2 separate regions of the Pan troglodytes genome follow, and region 1 is linked to region 2. Evidence: chromatin contacts called from public Hi-C data. All regions are on one chromosome and are shown on one strand. The core of a region is the stretch at or near the end of the contact, and the rest is flanking DNA. Distances in the headings are between cores, read along the strand shown. Region 1 holds the start of CD164L2 (CD164 molecule like 2). Region 2 holds the start of AHDC1 (AT-hook DNA binding motif containing 1).

Region 1 (4,028 bases), core at 725-3,224, 220 kb after region 2:
CTTGAACCTGGGAGGTGGAGGTTGCAGTGAGCTGAGACTGTGCCACTGCACTCCAGCCTGGGCAGCAGAGTGAGACTCAGGCTCAAAAAAAAAGTTGCTAACTGGAAGAGATATGGTCAAATATATGATTGGTGAGGGCCAGCATAGGAGGGGCCTGGAAGCTGCTGAGATGCAGTGAGGCGTACAGAGGGAATACAAGGGGACAGAACCTGAAGGACTTTTTTAAATTAATTAATTAATTTTATTTTTTATTATTTTTATTTTATTTTTTTATGAGACTTTAAGTTCTAGGGTACATGTACACAACCTGCAGGTTTGATACATAGGTATACATGTGCCATGTTGGTTTGCTGCACCCATCAACTCATCATTTACATTAGGTATTTCTCCTAAAGCTATCCCTCCCCAAGCCCCCCACCCCCCAGCAGGCCCTGGTGTGTGCTGTTCCCCCTCTGTGTCCAAGTGATCTCATTGTTCAATTCCCACTTATGAGTGAGAACATGCAGTGTTTGGTTTTCTGTCCTTGTGATAGTTTGCTGAGAATGATGATTTCCAGCTTCATCCGTGTCCCTGCAAAGGACATGAACTCATCCTTTTTTATGGCTGCATAGTATTCCGTGGTGTATATGTGCCACATTTTCTTTTTTATATATATAATATATATATTTTATTATACTCTAAGTTCTAGAGTATATGTGCACAATGTGCAGGTTTGTTACATATGTATACATGGGCCGTGTTGGTGTGCTGCACCCATTAACTCATCATTTACATTAGGTATATCTCCTAATGCTATCCCTTCTCCCTCCCCCAGAACCCGAAGGGTCTCTTTTCCCCTGAGTGGGCAGTTTTGGGGGCCTCAGGGACACTCAGGTGGAGGTGCCGTGGACCCATGGGAGGCAAAGCAGAGGGAGCATGGCCTCCAGCATCATTCAATCCTAGCTTTACATCCTGGCCTGCTGCATTGAAACCCTGTGCCCCTGAGCAGCCTGCAAATGGGAAATGACAAAACTCATGCCTAGAGGGTAGCTGTGGACATTAGATGGGAAGTTGCATGTAAAAGCTCTCAAAATGTACATTCGGCTAGTAAGGGGTCAATAATTGCTAGCTATATATTGTCAGTTACAGGTGTGGCAGTTGTGAAGTCAGAACTGGCCTGGAGATGATTAAGAGATCTGTTGGCTCAAAAAAAAATTTTTAATGGGTGCATAGTGGGTGTATATATTTATTGGGATACGTGACCTGTTGGCATTCATTCATTCATTCATTTAAAACAGGGTTTCACCCTGTTGCGCAGGCTGGAGTGCAATGCCATGATCACAGCTCACTACAGCCTCAAATCCCTGGGCTCAGGCGATCCTCCTGCCTCAGCTGTTGGGTTTCAAATGGGGACTGATGGCAGTGGAATGTCCAGGATGACCCCAGGAGAGTGTGGAACAGGGCTTGGGACTAACCTGGGCCACCATCGATTAAGAGAGGGTTAGGAGAAGCAGATGGGGGAAGGAGGGGAGAGGAGGGGAGGAGGAAGAGGAAGGAGAGGAAGTGCCCCCTAAGGAGCCTGAGGAGAACCAAAAGAGGCTGGTGCCAGGGCAGGAGTGGTAGCCGTGGGGAAGGCTGCGGAGAGGCCCAGTTGGCCTAGTAATGGCGTCACCCCTGACCTGGCCAGAGGGTGTGGTAGGCCGGAGGCAGACACAGCGGATGAGGGGCAGAAGGGAGGCGGGTGGAGGGGTGCAGTGAATGGAGAGGGAGCACCGAAGCTGAGCTTGGGCAGCCAGAGGGCAGGGGCCAGCTAGGGCCCGGCCCAGCGGTCATGGGGCCTGGGTGGAGGGTGTACAAAGCGGGGCCTGCACCGAGCCCTGAAGGCAGGGAAGTGACCTCGTCTCGAATCCAGATTTTTGCCACTGCCTCTCTCCGTGACCTCGAACGAGTCACTCATCTTGTCTGAGCCTCAGTTTCCTCACCTGTGAAGTAAGGATCAAAGCAGTCGGTACTTACCAGAATTTTCAAGAAGCTGCCCTTGGAGGCACATAGTAACCACGCCAGCCACCAGTCCTGGACCCCACCTGCTTTAGTCCAAGCCCCGCCCCAGACCCCCGAACTCACCTGGCCGCGCACACTAGCCACGCCCCTAACTGGCCCCGCCTTCACCTGGCTCCGCCCCGCCCGACGAGCCCCGCCCCACCTGCCGCTCCCACTGGCCACGCCCCCACCTGGCCACGCCCCGGTTGCCCGGGTCTCGCTCCGCACACGCTCAGCCGAGCCTAGTCTGGGAGGGACGCGCCCGGCAGCTGTCCACCGCTCCCGGCCACCGCCCCCGGCCACCGCCCCCTGCGAGCCCATGGAGGCTCCGGGACCCCGCGCCTTGCGGACTGCGCTCTGTGGCGGCTGTTGCTGCCTCCTCCTATGTGCCCAGCTGGCTGTGGCTGGTAACTCGCGGCAGGGTCTGGCTAGGGGCTCGACGGGGACGGATGGAGCTTGCACCTCAGCCAGCCGTCTCCCCAGGAGCAGCCTGGGCTTGAGGGGAGGGGGCTTTCCGGCCAAGTGCAGGCCTCCAGGGGTGGGAGAGGGGGCTCCAGCTCTGTGTGGAGCCCTGTGTGTAAATATAGGCCCCAGGTGTGGGGGCCTAGGGAGCTTCAGGTGGTCTGGGGGAGGTGGCTCCAACTGAATCTGGGAACCCCAGGTGTATGCAAAGGGAGGGGCTCTGGGTGAATGTGGGGAGGCTCTAGGTGTGTGTAGACCTCTGCTGTGGAAGCTCCAGGTGTGCGCTGGGGCTTGGGGATCCAGGGGTGAGTGTGAGAGCCCAGATGTGTGCAGAGGGGCGAGGGCCACCGGAGTGTTGGGTGGGAGGGTGGGCGGGTGCCACAGCTTGGCTTCGAGGAATTCTCCCTTCCCACTCCACCGCACTACCAGGTAAAGGAGCTCGAGGCTTTGGGAGGGGAGCCCTGATCCGCCTGAATATCTGGCCGGCGGTCCAAGGGGCCTGCAAACAGCTGGAGGTCTGTGAGCACTGCGTGGAGGGAGACAGAGCGCGCAATCTCTCCAGCTGCGTGTGGGAGCAGTGCCGGCCAGAGGAGCCAGGTATGGAGCTGAGCCCTCCCCAGATTGAGTGCCCCCAGCTCTGAACCCCAAGGCCCTGGCCCCTCTCCCCAAACCTCCCCCCTGCACCTTCTCTCACCAGGACACTGTGTGGCCCAATCTGAGGTGGTCAAGGAAGGTTGCTCCATCTACAACCGCTCAGAGGCATGTCCAGGTAAGGGGGTTCTTGCACCTAAGCCAAGTTGCATGGGTCTCCCCAGCCATAGCCTGCCCCCCAGGAGGAAACAGCCTCTCTCAGGCGGTGGATTTTGCTCACCCATACCTGGGCCCGGTATCAGTTCTGCCTTTAGCTCACTGAGAAGTCCCCTCCTCTCTCTGCCTATTTCCTCATCTGAAAATTAGTACAGGTGTGTGGAGGGGATGGGAGTGTTAGCTCTTCTTCTAGTTTAAGGCGTAGCAAGGACTTTGGAAGTTCAGAGGGAATGAGAGGGAGTGCTTCCTGGAGGAGGTGGCATCAGTAATGAGCCTGGAAGGTAGAGATGGAGAGAGAGCACATCTGGTGGAGGGAACTGTGTGACTGGGGCTTGCAAGTATGTTGGATGTCTAGAGCAGGGACAGGGCTGCATCTGAATCGGAAGTTTAGCGGTGAGTGGGGGCTGGGGTCTTGATGGGAGTCAGGGGGTGGGAAGGCTGCTTTGCTATGGATCACCTGTCTCCTCAGCTGCTCACCACCACCCCACCTATGAACCGAAGACAGTCACAACAGGTGAGTACTCCCTGGAGACGGGGCAGTGGGAGGAGCAGAGGTGCAGGGGAAGACAGCTCTGGGCTCAGGCACTGACATGCTCTGTGACCTCGGCCCTGCGCCTTCTCCCTCGGAGCCTGTCTCTGCATCTGTGAAATGGGTTGGATGATGCCTTTCTCATAGAGTTGCTCTGCAGGTTTTATGAGAAGCTGTACAGTGCCCACTTCAGTGTCTGACTCACTGAAGG
Region 2 (4,365 bases), core at 26-2,525:
TGCTCTAGGAACTTCAGACCTGGAGCAAGATAGACAAGGCCAGCAGACACAGGGTGTGGAACGTCAGACACACAGATGAGGTGGTCCAGTGAGGTGGGACCACCGCAGGGCCAGTCAGGGCCGGCGTTGGTAGACACCTAGGACACAGGACACGACAGCCACTATGCATTATTCATCTCCGTGTCCCTTGCAAACCCTGCATACCTCAGTTAACATTTGTTGAAGTGCCAAGAAAGGACACACAGACACAGGGAGAGAAGGTCAGTTACAGAAATGGAGGGAGCCACAACTCCTTGTCATAGCCCAGGGGTTAAGCTTGTGGGATTTGGAGTTAGTCAGACCCTGGTTCAAATCCAGCTGGGTTCAGCCACTTGCTAACTGGAGAACCTGGACCTCAGTGCCCCCATCTCTAAAGTGGAAATAACAGCACTATTTTACCGCAGCAGTTCAGCCATCTCCGGGGGCGGTAACAAGGCCCTCAAGCAGCGCACATTCCCATCTGTGGGATAGGCTAGGCAGGGGGCCCAGGAGCCAGGGGCTGGAGAACACATGTGACCTGAAGAGGAGGTAGGTGAAAGTGCTGAGCCCAGCCCCCGGCCGCGGCAGGAGGTCAGCACCGTTCAATCTGAATCCTGCTTCCTGACACAACGCAAATGCTCAGCAGAATTCGGAAAAGGGTGTGTGTGTTCTATCTGCGGATTATCCAGGACTTTTGAGCCCTCGCCGCCCTTGGACATATAGGAAAGCTGGGAGTTGCAAGGGCGAAACCGAGGTCGGAGTTTGAGAGGAGGGGTCACTGAGTGAGGAAGCAGCGCTGGCTGGGTCTCCCCTGCTCCCCCGCCCCAGCAGCCCTCCCGCCATATATACTTTAGCTTTACTCAATAAGAAACCTTTTCAGAAAAGGATAACGTCCCCAGATTGAGAGAGCCGGTCCTCTCCTCTGCCCTCTCCCCCTCCCATTTAATTGGGACGCCCCAGAAAGTCGCAGCCCCTTTGGCTAATCCCCTGGTTCCCTATTCCACTCCCATTCCACTCTCAGACCCCGCCCCTTCACTCCCACCCGCAACCTCCGCTCGATCCAGAGCCCCCCGGTGGAGACAAGGAACACGGGGACCATTCTTAACCCTTGGGGAGGATCTTCGCCCGTTGGTAAACGAGGACGCGCTCCAGCCAGACGCGCCCCAGGCGCGGGGTCCCCGGGGCTCCTGGCCGCGCCGTCGGAGCAGCCGGCGCGGCCCCGCCCTCCCCGCGCGCGGAGCGGCCGGGGCGGGGACTACAAGTCCCGGCGTGCCGCGCGCGCGCTCCCCCCTGGGGTTCCGGATGGTGAGCGGCGAAGGTAAGGCGAGCTCGCAGAGGCAGCGGCGGCGGCGGCGGAGACGGAGAGAGGCAGGCAGGCAGGGCGAGGGCGAGAGACGGAGGGAGGGAGCGAGCGAGGCGGACCAGACAGACAGACAGGCGGGCGGGCGGGCAGAGCGAGCCACCCGCCAGGCTGCGCTCAGCCCCGCTCGCAGCGGAGAGAGCAGAAGGCAGGAGGAGGGAGGGGAGGAGGGGGAGGGAGGGAGAGAGGGAATCCAGCTACCACCACCCAAAGCCAGCGTCTGCTTTCTGTCCTCATTTCCTTTTCCCACCCAGCTTGGAGAGCAGAGAAAGGCAGAGAGAGCGAGAAATAGAGACAGTCTGAGAGACAGACAGACAGCCAGAGAGAGCGGGAGGGAGGAGGGCGGAGGAGGAGGAGCAGGAGGACTACGCGGGGCGCGTTCCCTCCCAGGTTTGCTATTGGGGGGGTGGGGGCGGGGGTGTCCAGGGCTGGGAGAGTGTGTGCGCGGCGGGAGGGCGAGGGGGGCGCAGAGAGAGCGAAGGAGTGATCGAGGTGGGGGGGCGCCGCGGGAGCGGGGGGCCGTGTCCAGCGGAGTTAGCGGCGGAGAATGTGAGCCGAGGCGCGAGCCATGCTGTCAGCGACGGCGGGCGGCTCAGGGCTCCTCCACGACTCCTCTCCTCAGCAGCCGGGCGCCCGCGTCGCTGCCACCGCCGGAAGACAGACGTCCCCCAAAACCCCTCGCCTGGCTCGGACCCACGGAGCCGGCAGCCCAGCACTCCGGTGAGTGGCGCCTCCTCCCCAGCCCCAGACCCCCGCTGGGGACCGGCCGGCCAGGCTCTTTTGTGCAGCGCACGGGGGGGGCCTGCGTCCCCCGGTCCGGTCCGCTGGACCCGGTGGCTGCGGTGCCCGCGGTGCGATCGGTCTTTGTTTCCACCGGGGCCCGCGGCTCGGCTGGGCTCGGCTCGAAGCCTGGCAGGCAGCGCCGGGAAGGGGGAGGGGGAGGTGGACGGGGAGGGGGGGCGGGGAGGGGGGGTTCTCGGGTTTCCTGGCCGCCCCGCGGCTCCCCCGGCTCGGGGGCGAGGTGCGCGCCCAGCGCTGCCGCGCGCCCCCTCCTCCTTCCCCCTCCCTCCGCCTTTGGATTTAAAACTGCAATTTGCTCTCCAGCTTGCTGAGAATGTGGTGGGGGGGGAATGAAGGGGGGACCGTGGGAGCGGAGAACAAGGCTGGATTTTAGGATCGGCGCTGGGAAAAGGGGAGACTGCGGAGGGAGGAGCCCCTCCCCTCCAACCCCCAAATCCCTAGGATCCACTGGCTCTCGGGGAGTTGAGGGGCGGGGACCTAATGACCCGGAGGGGGTGTGGGGCGGAGGAGGGATTTGGGGGCGGCTAGGGCTGGAGGGGTTGGGCCGCGTGCCCGGTTACCTGGCGAACAAAGTCGGCTCACTTTTGCATAAATAAATAAATAATCGCTTATCAATGCGTTTCCTCTGGGGCTCTGATTGAATCGGCCCCCTCTTCCCCAGGGGGTGGGGTGCTGAGTGACAGCTGTCAGCCCCCTAGGCAGGGAGCTGGGGTGAATTGCTGAATCTCTGCTCGCTGCTTGAGGGCGCCTTCCCCTGCTGGGTCTGGGTCCCCGGGCAGAGCCAGAGGGGCAGGGGGCTGGCTCTGAGTCTAGGAAATAACCTTGTTTCCTGTTCTACAGGAAAAGGGACAGCAACCCAGAGTTTGGGGGCTGGGGATGAGGACTGATGGGAGCTTGGGGGGGTTCCCCAGCAGCCTGACCCCCCAGCCTCCTGCCAGGCGAAGGGGCCAGCTGAGGGAGGAAGGATGTGGGCCTTGCTGGCCGGAGGCGGGAGCTGGGGCTGTCCCTGAGGCGGGCAGCGGGCACAGAGCGGGAGGAGGGAGAGAGAGAAGCGGGGGCGGGAATTCTCTACCGCAGACCCTGGGGGCCAGGGCCAGATGTGGAGGGGTGGGGAGTCTCCCCTCCCTCCCAGCTTGGGGGCCCTGGGGCTGGGCTGGGAGGGGCTGAGCCTGGTGCCCTCGGTTCTGCACCAGTGCCTGACTGGCAGGGCCAGCTGAATTTGGGCCCAGGCGTCACCCTGGGAGGCAGGGCCGGACTGCACCAGCCTGGTCCCTGAGCACAAGGAGGGACCCTTGGGGGGCCTGTGCCTGTCTGGCTGGGCAGGCGTTTCCCGCCGGACCAGTTGGTGTCAGGCGGGACTTGGCCCCAGCTCCCTGGGCAGAGCTCAGGGTGTGAGGACAAGCTTTGCCTCCGGGTCAGGGTGGCCACATTTTGTCCGCTGCTGCTGTCGCCGCCGGCTGGGCGGGGGCATGTGCCCGGGCCTGGGCAGAGTCCTGCCAGGGGCATTTGGGGTGTTTCTATTGTTGGCTTGTTCCTGTTCTGTGTGGCCCGGTGTGTGTGGCTGTGTGAGCTGGGGCTGTAAGTGAAAGATTACCAGTCTGTCCCCCAACCTGGGGTGGGGGGGCAGGCAGGCTGGGTTGTGGGGGGACCCCCCAGGTGGCATGTGCATGCTGCTTGCCATCTCCCTCCTTTGAGCAGATGTGTATTTATTTTTATAGTAATGGAAAATCAAACTGGATAGTAAGTTGAATTCATTTTTTTCTCCTGCTGTGTCAATAGTTGGAGTAATCCCCAGAGACTGGTGAACTTCTGGCCCCAGAGCTCCCACTCTTCAGGGGTTGCAAAGACCAGTAAGGGCATAAGCTTTGGGGGACCAGTGGCTACCAGCCCAAACCAGTGAGTTGTCCTTCTTCATCCGGCTTTGGGGCAGATGCCCAGGTGGGCAGGCATTGCCCCCTCCCCAGGAATCCCCCACAAGCCCAAGGTGTAGTCTGGCCTTTCTAGTCTGGTCAGTGCCTAACTGTGCCCAAGCCCTCAGGGACGTTCCCCTGGTGGGCGCTCTCCTCCGCCTGGGCTCCCAGCCCACGTGCCGATATTTATTTTCTGTAGTAAAATCCATTTTTAATGCCGTTACTTTTGAAATAATATAGAGAGAAACAAATGTGATGTGTTTAAGTTGCCCTCTG

The links. A called contact is a pair of places that touch in the nucleus more often than the background predicts.
Region 1: a Hi-C map of induced pluripotent stem cells shows a contact between it and region 2, with 4 times the contacts expected there. The contact joins the promoter of CD164L2 here to the promoter of AHDC1 in region 2. A contact is called at or near these places in 3 of 7 Hi-C or Micro-C datasets (blood, induced pluripotent stem cells and stem cell-derived neural progenitor cells), 1 of 1 datasets of contacts at active chromatin or transcription factors (stem cell-derived excitatory neurons) and 1 of 1 other capture datasets (stem cell-derived neural stem cells).

The regions. Positions count from the first base shown.
Region 1 is chr1:203,605,474-203,609,501 of NHGRI_mPanTro3-v2.0_pri, forward strand. CD164L2 (CD164 molecule like 2) reads left to right here and starts at 1,975. Exons shown (of 6, transcript XM_016957195.3): 1 at 1,975-2,426; 2 at 2,911-3,078; 3 at 3,179-3,250; 4 at 3,758-3,802. The coding sequence starts at 2,339.
Region 2 is chr1:203,386,636-203,391,000 of NHGRI_mPanTro3-v2.0_pri, forward strand. AHDC1 (AT-hook DNA binding motif containing 1) reads left to right here and starts at 1,276. Exons shown (of 7, transcript XM_063804077.1): 1 at 1,276-1,336; 2 at 2,001-2,098.